Regions from separate parts of the Capra hircus genome. Here region 1 is linked to region 2. The links are chromatin contacts, called in public Hi-C maps. All regions are on one chromosome and are shown on one strand. Each heading gives the region's core, a stretch centred on a gene start, on an enhancer-like site or on the middle of the called end of the contact. The rest is flanking DNA. Distances are from core to core; before and after follow the strand shown. Region 1 overlaps PODXL (podocalyxin). Region 2 has its middle 75 kb from the start of PODXL.

Region 1 (4,222 bases), core at 1,117-3,616, 140 kb after region 2:
GAGCTTGCAGATGTCTGTGCTCTGTACCGGTGTTCAGCTAGAAGGTGGAGATTCATGCTGTGGGTTAAAGAGCGTAAATGTGCACCGCCTTCGCTCAGCCTGTTTCCCATCCAGCGGTGAGCAGCGGCCAGCAGAGCTGTGTGCTGTGATGAGAGCTCGGGGTTTTGAACTGCCCAGTGGAGTGTTTTCCTTTTTTTAAGTGCTAGTCTTAGTCCAGTAAATTCATTTCAAGCCTCACTGATGGATCATGAGCCTCATGGCCCATTTGAGATGTATTGCATCAGAGTCTCTTGGTGTGAATCTGAGCATTCGCATTTCGGGGGACCCTCCCACCCCATCCCACCCCTCTCCCCCTCCTGCTGCCATGTCATGTGGGTACATGGTGAAGTTACTAGAGAACCACACCCCAAGAGCACAGTTATGTCCTGCATAAGAGCAAGGGCCCTGAGTTGGATAAACCTGGATTCCAGTCCCTGCTCTGCCACGGGTTAGTGCGGAATTCATGAAGCTCCTCTGAGGCTCCATTGCCTTGTCTATGAAAGGGGTGATTATGGTACTTTCCTCAGAGTCACTGTGAGGCCTGAAGAAGAGAGTAGGAGCCTGGCAGAAGCAGTTACTCCGCTGACATCTGCTCTGGCACTGTCACTGCTGTTGATACTTCTCTCGAGTTCCCACACCTCATCCTGTACTAGGTGCCGGGACCTGGCTTCCTCCATCTGCCTCCTCTTTCTCATAGCTTGCCTCCTTCTGCTTGTGGTCTGTAAAGCCAAAATGGGGTGGGGGAAGACTGAAGAACCTCAGAAAACTGAGAACAGGAAAGACTATCCTTTTTCTGTTTAAACCACTCACCTTTCCTCATAAGCTTTGTTTTCCCATTTACAGAAACACAGGTCACCATTGAAGGAACTCAGCACACCTCCAGGGAGACGCCAGCTGTCACCATCACCACTGGAGTTCAGCATCCCACAGGCTCTTCACTGGGACCTGGGACCACATCTTTGGTCAGGAGATCCACCATCTCCAGCACTCAGTTGACATCAAATGTCCCCCAAAGCTCCAGCACCCGTTCTCCCACCTCAGTAATTCCAACAAATATAGGGCAGGTAAGAGAGCCCAGACTGAGAGAGAAAGGGACTCCAGGAAGAGCATCTCTACCCTTCTCTACCAGAGCCCCTGGCGGGGGTGTGAGAGCCAGTATCCTTCACCCACTGTCTCTGGCTTTGCTGGACTCGGCCTTAGAGAACGGGATAACCAGGAACATACCTGGCTGTCAGACCCCAGCTGGCCAGCTCCCAGTTTGCCGCAAGTTACTTGCCTGGTGTCACCCACCTAACTGTGTGTGTGTGTGTCGGTCGCTTCAGTCGTGTCCAGCTCTTTGCAACCCCATGGACTGTAGCCTGCCAGGCTTCTCTGTCCATGGGATTCTTCAGGCAAGAATACTGGAGAGGGTTTTCATTCCCTCCTCCAGGGGAGTCTTCCCAACCCAGGGATCGAACCCTGGTCTCCTGCATTGCAGGCAGATTCTGAGCCACCAGGGAAGCACCTAAGGGAGGGAGGGAGGATTCAAAGATGAGATCTTATCAAATTCAACCTGGCCCTTAATCCCAGTGGCTTCTTTCAGATCCAGTGCCGTCCTCCTGAAAAGCTGAATGAGAGCAAACTCTCCCTGAACATCTCGGGAGCCAACAGTTGTGTGAGTACCTTGCTCCTCTGGGCCCCATCCTGACCTACATCTTCCAAAGGCGGTTTAGCTCCAGGATCACTGAAAGTGGAAGGGAATGGAGTGTTCCTTGTAGAAAGGAGCTGAGAGATGTGTTCATTTCCTGCCCTTGTTTTTGGTCCTTCCAATCTTACAGAGGGTCAGAACCAGCTTCTCTAAAGGAAGCCCCGCCCACAGGGCTGCTACAGGGCCAGAAATACCAGGTCTCCTGAGCTTTCATTTCTGAGAGTCTGACCCAAGCCCTGGTTCTTGCTTGCTTCTAGTTCAGGATGTGACTTTGCTAAGCCCATCTCTTTGGGCTTCAGAGGCCTCAGTTGAAGAGAAGAGACTTAGTCTGCCTAACTTTCGTTGTTCTAAGAGTCTGTGGTTTTATATTTCCTGCTCCATGTATTATCTGACAGCTTGCCTCTAACCCAGGGGAGCCGTTGCCAACAGATGTTCTTCCACTCAGGATGGTGTGTGTGTGTGGATTGTTTGAGGGAGCTGGTGTCAGCACGTGTGTGAGTCCGTTTGCATGAAAGAGAGAGTGTAGCCGTGTTGTCCACTACCTTCAGACTGCCAGTCTCCCTAGGATTAAGGGCTTTAGTCTGGGGATATCTCCCGCAGTGCTTACTCAGTAGCTGAGGTCCGAGTGAGTGCTGGTTATGGATGGCTCACTGCCGCCCTCTCCTGGTCAGTGGCTATTTTGCAAACACCCCTAGGAACCAGAAAGTGAAAGCAAGCGGCAGGGAAAGCTTGGGTTTACAATACTTTAATGCTACCTATTTTCTGCAGTTGTTTTCTTTCGGGTGTCCATTTTGCTGGAATTTTCCAAGTCAACTATAGAAAAGCTGGAGTTTTCAAACAGAGCAGGGTTTTCCTGGGATTGGGCTTGTTGGACAAGGCGAGAACCACGCTGACGCTTGCCCAGCCTTTCCTCCAGCTCCCTTTTTGGCTGAAGCTTGGCAGGGGTGTGTTTGGTGGTAAGCCTTCTTTTCCTTCGCCGTAAATGGGAAGAGGAAAGCCCTGCATCTTTACCTGGTAGGAGGGCCGGGGAGTTAGTAGGCCTAAGGAAATTCCAGGTAGAAAACCCAAGGGATGGTTTGTGGGACAAGCCAAAGCAAGAGTCCTTTTCTTCATCTTGGTGTCCTTATTCCAAAGTCTGAGAAACACCAGTTTGGGGTGCCTCTGGATGACTGGGTAAAAGCTCCCCACACTTTGCTTCCTCACCCTCAGCCCTAAAGCCACATCAGCCATGCTCTTTCTGCTTAGAAATACAGAGGAAGCCCCTCAAAGATGTCCTGTGCGTCTTCCAGACACTCCCGAGTCCCCCTGTGCAGTGATGGCCTTGCCCTTCTCTTGTCAGCCTATTTAGGTTTTCGGTCTTAGCCGAGGGATGGATGACCTTGAGCTGAGAGCCGGGCGCTTCCCCTCCTGAGGTCTCTGAACTCAGCATCAAGGGCTGGTACATGCAGGTTCATTGGCATCTTTGCACTGGCAGTGCCTCCGCAGGTCCTTCCAGGGGAGAGAAATGATGACGGGCAGCAGGTCATGATTAAAGAGCTCTGAGAGAAAGGGGCACACTCAGGGGAATGGCATTATTCAACCAAGATGAGATAAACGGGACGGGGGGTCGAGGGAGGAGACGTCCACCTGAGCCAGAGAAGGCAGGGGCTGGCCCAGGAGGAGAGCATGTCATCCGCCAGTCCAGGCGATCGGTTCACAGCTGGCAACAGCCTTGTCCTGACCTTAGCTTGCAAGGGCGGCCCTGCAAGCCTAGGCTGCTGTCGTGATCCCCGAGCAATTACCTGTGGTCTTCCCACAACAGAACACAGTCGCTTCGAATCACAAACTGGTCGAGGTGTTGTGCCAAGCAGTAAAACCCTCCTTCAACAAAACTCAAGATCAGTGCTATATAGAGATGGCTCCTGGTTCACATGCCCAGGAAGTGGACATCAAACACATTACCATCATCAGTGAGTTGAGGGCCAGGGCGGGGAGGCCTCTCTGGGGTGGGAATGGGGCAGGGGGGTGACAGGAGCCACAAGGATGGGTCAGTTGTCAACTCTCCGTCACCTGCACGAGAGACACTGCTCAGGAGACGGACGAACAGGAAGCCCCCTGTCCCTGCCATGTCTCTCTGAGCTAGACCACTGAACCGGCATCTCTCCCTCTCCCCCTCAGCAAAGCTCCATCCCACGGACGTTTATAAATTGCTGAAAGACAACTGGGACAAACTAGAAGACGTAAGTGGGCAGCCCCACATGCTGGGATAGCCTGGGTCAGGAGCCTGTTCCTCAGAAGCCCCCGGTTCCCCGGTTCCACTGTTTCTCATTGTTGAGGAACCTCTGGTTTGCAAGCATCTAGATGGGAGGATAAAAGGGGACAGCAGGGCAGTGGAATAGGCCCCCCAAACCCCACGTGGAAGAGCTTGTAAGTGAATGGGAGTTCTGAGAGAGAGAGACCCAGAACCCGTTTTCTGCTATGTCACTCTCTCTTTCCTGGCCAGGTGGGAGTCAGAGA
Region 2 (4,100 bases), core at 1,485-3,984:
CTGGAGTGGATTGCCATTTTCTTCTCCAGCGAGTCTTCCCGACCCAGGGATCGAATCCGGGTTTCCCGCATTGTAGACAGATGCTTTACTGTCTGAGCCCTAAAAGTCTACTGACACATTGACACAACCAATCTGGCCTTCTCTTCCTTTCTCTCTTTCTCAAGAAGCATAACTCCTATTAAGTAAACAGGAGGGCCTAGGAGATTCAGATTCCAGTGAGATGGGGGTTAAACTATCCTAAACTTTTCTAGAAATTCTGGGAAAATATAACCAAAACAGTATTTTAAGTATGGTGGTGGTATAGTCGCTAAGTCGTGTCCAACTCTTGCGACCCCGTGGACAGAGGAGCCTGACAGGCTACAGTCTATGGGATGCTCCAGGCAAGAATACTGGAGTGGGTTGCCATTTCCTTCTCCAGGGATTTTAAGTATAGCTGATCTCATAAGAAAAAGTAAGGGCGGATTCTCCAGTGCCAGAGATCAAGTGGGAACCGAAATCCGTGGTTTGTGATGACATTGCTGTTGCTCCCAGTTAAGCTGCCCCAGTTAAGTCTGCACTGCTCATCTCAGTAACCAGGACCATCCTCTATCCAAGCATCAGAAATGACACTTACCTGGTACAAGGGAACCAAGATCCCTGCATAAAGCCAGAACTCTCAAAGAGATGCAACCTCAGTAAAGAGACGGATTATAAGAATTCACTCACCAGCACAGGGAGGCCTCAAGGAAACTTATCTGTTCTTTCCTACTTTATTAGAATCAAGTGGAGAAGTCTCAGCTGAGAATTCTAGGCACTGGGGCTGTGACGCACAAAGGGATTTAAAATTACACTAGGGATCTAGGACTCTCCAAAAAGAGAAATTAACATGAAATGGATCCAGAGATAACCCAGGAAGCCCAGAAGGAACGTGTACCTCCACAGATCAAGCCCTCCAGCCCCAAGATAAGAGGTCACAATCCAAATTTTCAATTCCAAATTATAAGGAAACAGTCGCCTTGAATAAGAACCAGCAGACAAAACAAGCAAGGGTACGAGAAACCCAAAATTTCAGGTAAAGGAAAAATTGAGAGAGACAAATCAGAATATTCAAAATAATGAGACATACACAAAATAATTAAAGGTATAGAGGCAACACACACAACTGAAAGAACAAGCTGTCCTGGAAAAGATGCCAAAGAAATCTCAGGGCAAAGTGATGGGAAGTGCCTCTACACTGCCTGGCAACTGTTAAGGCCCCCAGTCAGACAAGACATGCAGAGGCTCTAGAGAATGGCTAACAGGCAAAGGGAAAACCAGATGGTTGCAAGCCCATCGTTCGTACCATGAACATGCCAGGGTGCACCAGGGCTGCCCCCAGAGTGCACCTATCACCCTGCACTTTGGAGCAAAGCCCAGCTCCAGCTAATAACCCGTCAGCAGTCCCCTCCTAGACTACCTCTGCTGTTTGCAGAGTTAATAAGAAAAACAGTGGCTTGTTGTTTTCCCTTGTTTTTAAGATCAGTTGTGGGGCACAGGTTAGTTGGCAGCAGAGAGAGCCGCAGTGCTGAGTCAGCAAAACCGGAGTCTGAGACGACTCCCCCGCAGTACAGAATCTGCAGAGAAAACATAGACAGAATCTGCAGGGAAAACGTAGACAGAATCTGCAGGGAAAACGCAGACTCACCGCCTGAGAGGGCATCTCAGGGCTCATCCTCTTCAACCTTTGTTTTCCTTGAGAGGAAACTGAGGCCCAGGAAGAAGCAACTCTCTCCCGTTTCTGCACCCAGTCCGTGAAAGGGCTGAAGCTCAGACGGGCTTTCCAGCTCTGAGGCCACAGTACAGCTGGCTGAGATCATACCTGTGCCCATGGCCAGCTTGCCCTTTCTGCTGCCTCCGTCTGGCGAGGCCCCTCCTTGACCTTTCTCAACTCAGAGCCCTGATGCACCCCTCTTCCATCAGTGCAGCTATTTAAGCGGGGAGAGAGGATAAGATGGACAGGAGGCAAGCATCACTCTGCTGCCGCTGCTAAGTCACTTCAGTCGTGTTCAACTCTGTGCGACCCCATAGACGGCAGCCCACCAGGCTCCCCAGTCCCTGGGATTCTCCAGGCAAGAACACTGGAGTGGGTAGCATTACTCTACACAGCAGTAAATCATATGAGAATTGTCTGTGTGTTTTTCAGAGATGCTGTCTTGAAGGGGAAATCTGATCAATTGTACTGATAAGACTTTACTTCAAGTTGTATTCTGTGTTCACTCTTTGTGACCCCATGGACTGCAGCACGCCAGGCTCCTCTGTCCATGGAATTCCCCAGGCAAGAATACTGGAGTGGGTTGCCATTTCCTCCTCCAGGGGATCTTCCCAACCAGGGATCGAACTCACATCTCTTACACCTCCTGCGCTGGCAGGCAGATTCCTTACCAACTCCGCCACCTGGGAAGCCTCAAGCTGCATTCTAGTAAAAAAAAATCTCCAATGGTGAAACTTCCTAGGGACAGGAAGAGACGAGAGAGAAACCTGAGCACCCCACACCACCATCTTTCAGACCACATTTAGGCCACCCCATCTAGCTTCTCAGCAAGCTAACTGTGATGAAAAAGCCTAAGCGGGAGGACTGGAAAAGGAGGAAAGGGACAAAACCACACCTAGGAGATGAGGCAGGCTGCAGCGAGCCCACAGAGGATCTGGAAAAGAACAAGGCTAATTTAGGCTCCGCACGTGGCTCGGAGCCACCAGGAGCAGCTGTGTTCCTGCTCTGTCCCCCACCTCCTCCCCTGCCTTGCCCATCATTCACTCCCCCAGGGCCCTCAAAAGCTTCTGCCCGCACCACGGGACCTGCCAGCTCCTGCGTGAGAGAGCAGCTTCTCTTCCCTTGGTGACACTTCTGTGTGGGTCGCTAATCCTAGGTACAAACGTGCCATGCAGTACTGGGAAAAAAGAGGGTAAGGCTTGTTCCCCGGGGACTGTAGTCTCAATGCGGGTGGGCCTTCCTACCTGAGGAAGCAGGTAGGTCCCACCCTCTGCACATGATCCAGGGACTGCAGAGGGGACTCGAAGGACGATGACGTGGGACCGAAGGACAGGTGTTCCACTAACGAGCACAGATGCCAGGCCCTTGTCAGCAGCACCGGCTCTGCAGACAGACAAACCTTCTGCTCATGTGGTTTCAGGTAAATGATTCATCTCTCCAAGCCACAGGCTTCTCATCCGTAAAAGAGAAATGACAACAGCTACCCCAAAGGGGTACTGTGAACATTAAATGAGATCGTATACATGAAGAGTATGTACACTCAGTGCCCTGTATGCAGGAGATACCTAATAAATGTTACTTCCCTTCTTTTTCCTTCTCCTCCAGGGGCCAGGTACCAGTGAAGATCTAAAGAACACACAAATGGTGACCGCAGGGAAAAGTTATGTTTAGAGGAGAAAGGCTACAGACACAAACGAGGATTGGACCAGACAGGTCAAAGACGGGAGAGCAGCCAGACGGAACCAATCTCAGCCCCCTTCATTAAAGGCTGGATAAGTCTCAAAAGAGTAACCGCAAGTGGAAAGGGCAACTTGCAGAATACACAATGCTATTTGTACACGTTTTTAAACCTATATAGCATTATTATATACTGTTTATGGAAGCGCATGTAATTGCTAAGTTAAACAAGCAGGGCTCGTGGGTATAATCAGAAAGTGACTTCATCATTATCCATTAACGTTTCTTTAAGTTTATTTAGTCAGGCATGTCCTTCCCCTGCCCTAGAATGAAATCCAGACAGTTCTAGTCAATAAAAAATGTCCTGCAGTCAATAAGTCATGTCTATCTTAGTGTAATCATCATGGTTCTCAACTTTATTTGGTGACCCCATTTATCAAGTATTGTCATAATAATGCCACATTATAAACCACCCCAAAGCTCAGGGACACTCAGAAATAGGCATCTGTTTCTAGCTCATAAGTAGAGGGCAGTTTGCTGACCTTGGTAGGGCTTGCTCCAGGCTGCGAGCGCTGTTTGGGACTCTTCCACGTCTTTCACTCTTTAGGAGAGCACATTCTACCTGGGCCATGTTGTCCTGATGAGGGCAGAAATGCAAGAGGAAAGTCCTCATTGCAAGTGCATGGCAAGCCTT

Evidence for each region. Hi-C and Micro-C count contacts between places; a contact is called where the count stands out from the background.
Region 1: a Hi-C map of blood shows a contact between it and region 2, with 2.3 times the contacts expected there. The contact joins two enhancer-like sites. A contact is called at or near these places in 2 of 5 Hi-C or Micro-C datasets (both in blood).

The regions. Positions count from the first base shown.
Region 1 is chr4:24,930,020-24,934,241 of ARS1.2, forward strand. It overlaps PODXL (podocalyxin), which reads left to right. Exons shown (of 9, transcript XM_018047491.1): 4 at 883-1,103; 5 at 1,622-1,693; 6 at 3,528-3,675; 7 at 3,884-3,945; 8 at 4,209-4,222. Among named protein-coding and RNA genes, the nearest start is that of PODXL, 64 kb to the left of the region's middle. Within about 2 kb of position 2,367, at least 2 of the 5 cell types and tissues checked have an H3K27ac peak or open chromatin away from gene starts, as enhancers often do.
Region 2 is chr4:24,790,252-24,794,351 of ARS1.2, forward strand. No RefSeq gene overlaps it. Among named protein-coding and RNA genes, the nearest start is that of PODXL, 75 kb to the right of the region's middle. Within about 2 kb of position 2,735, at least 1 of the 5 cell types and tissues checked has an H3K27ac peak or open chromatin away from gene starts, as enhancers often do.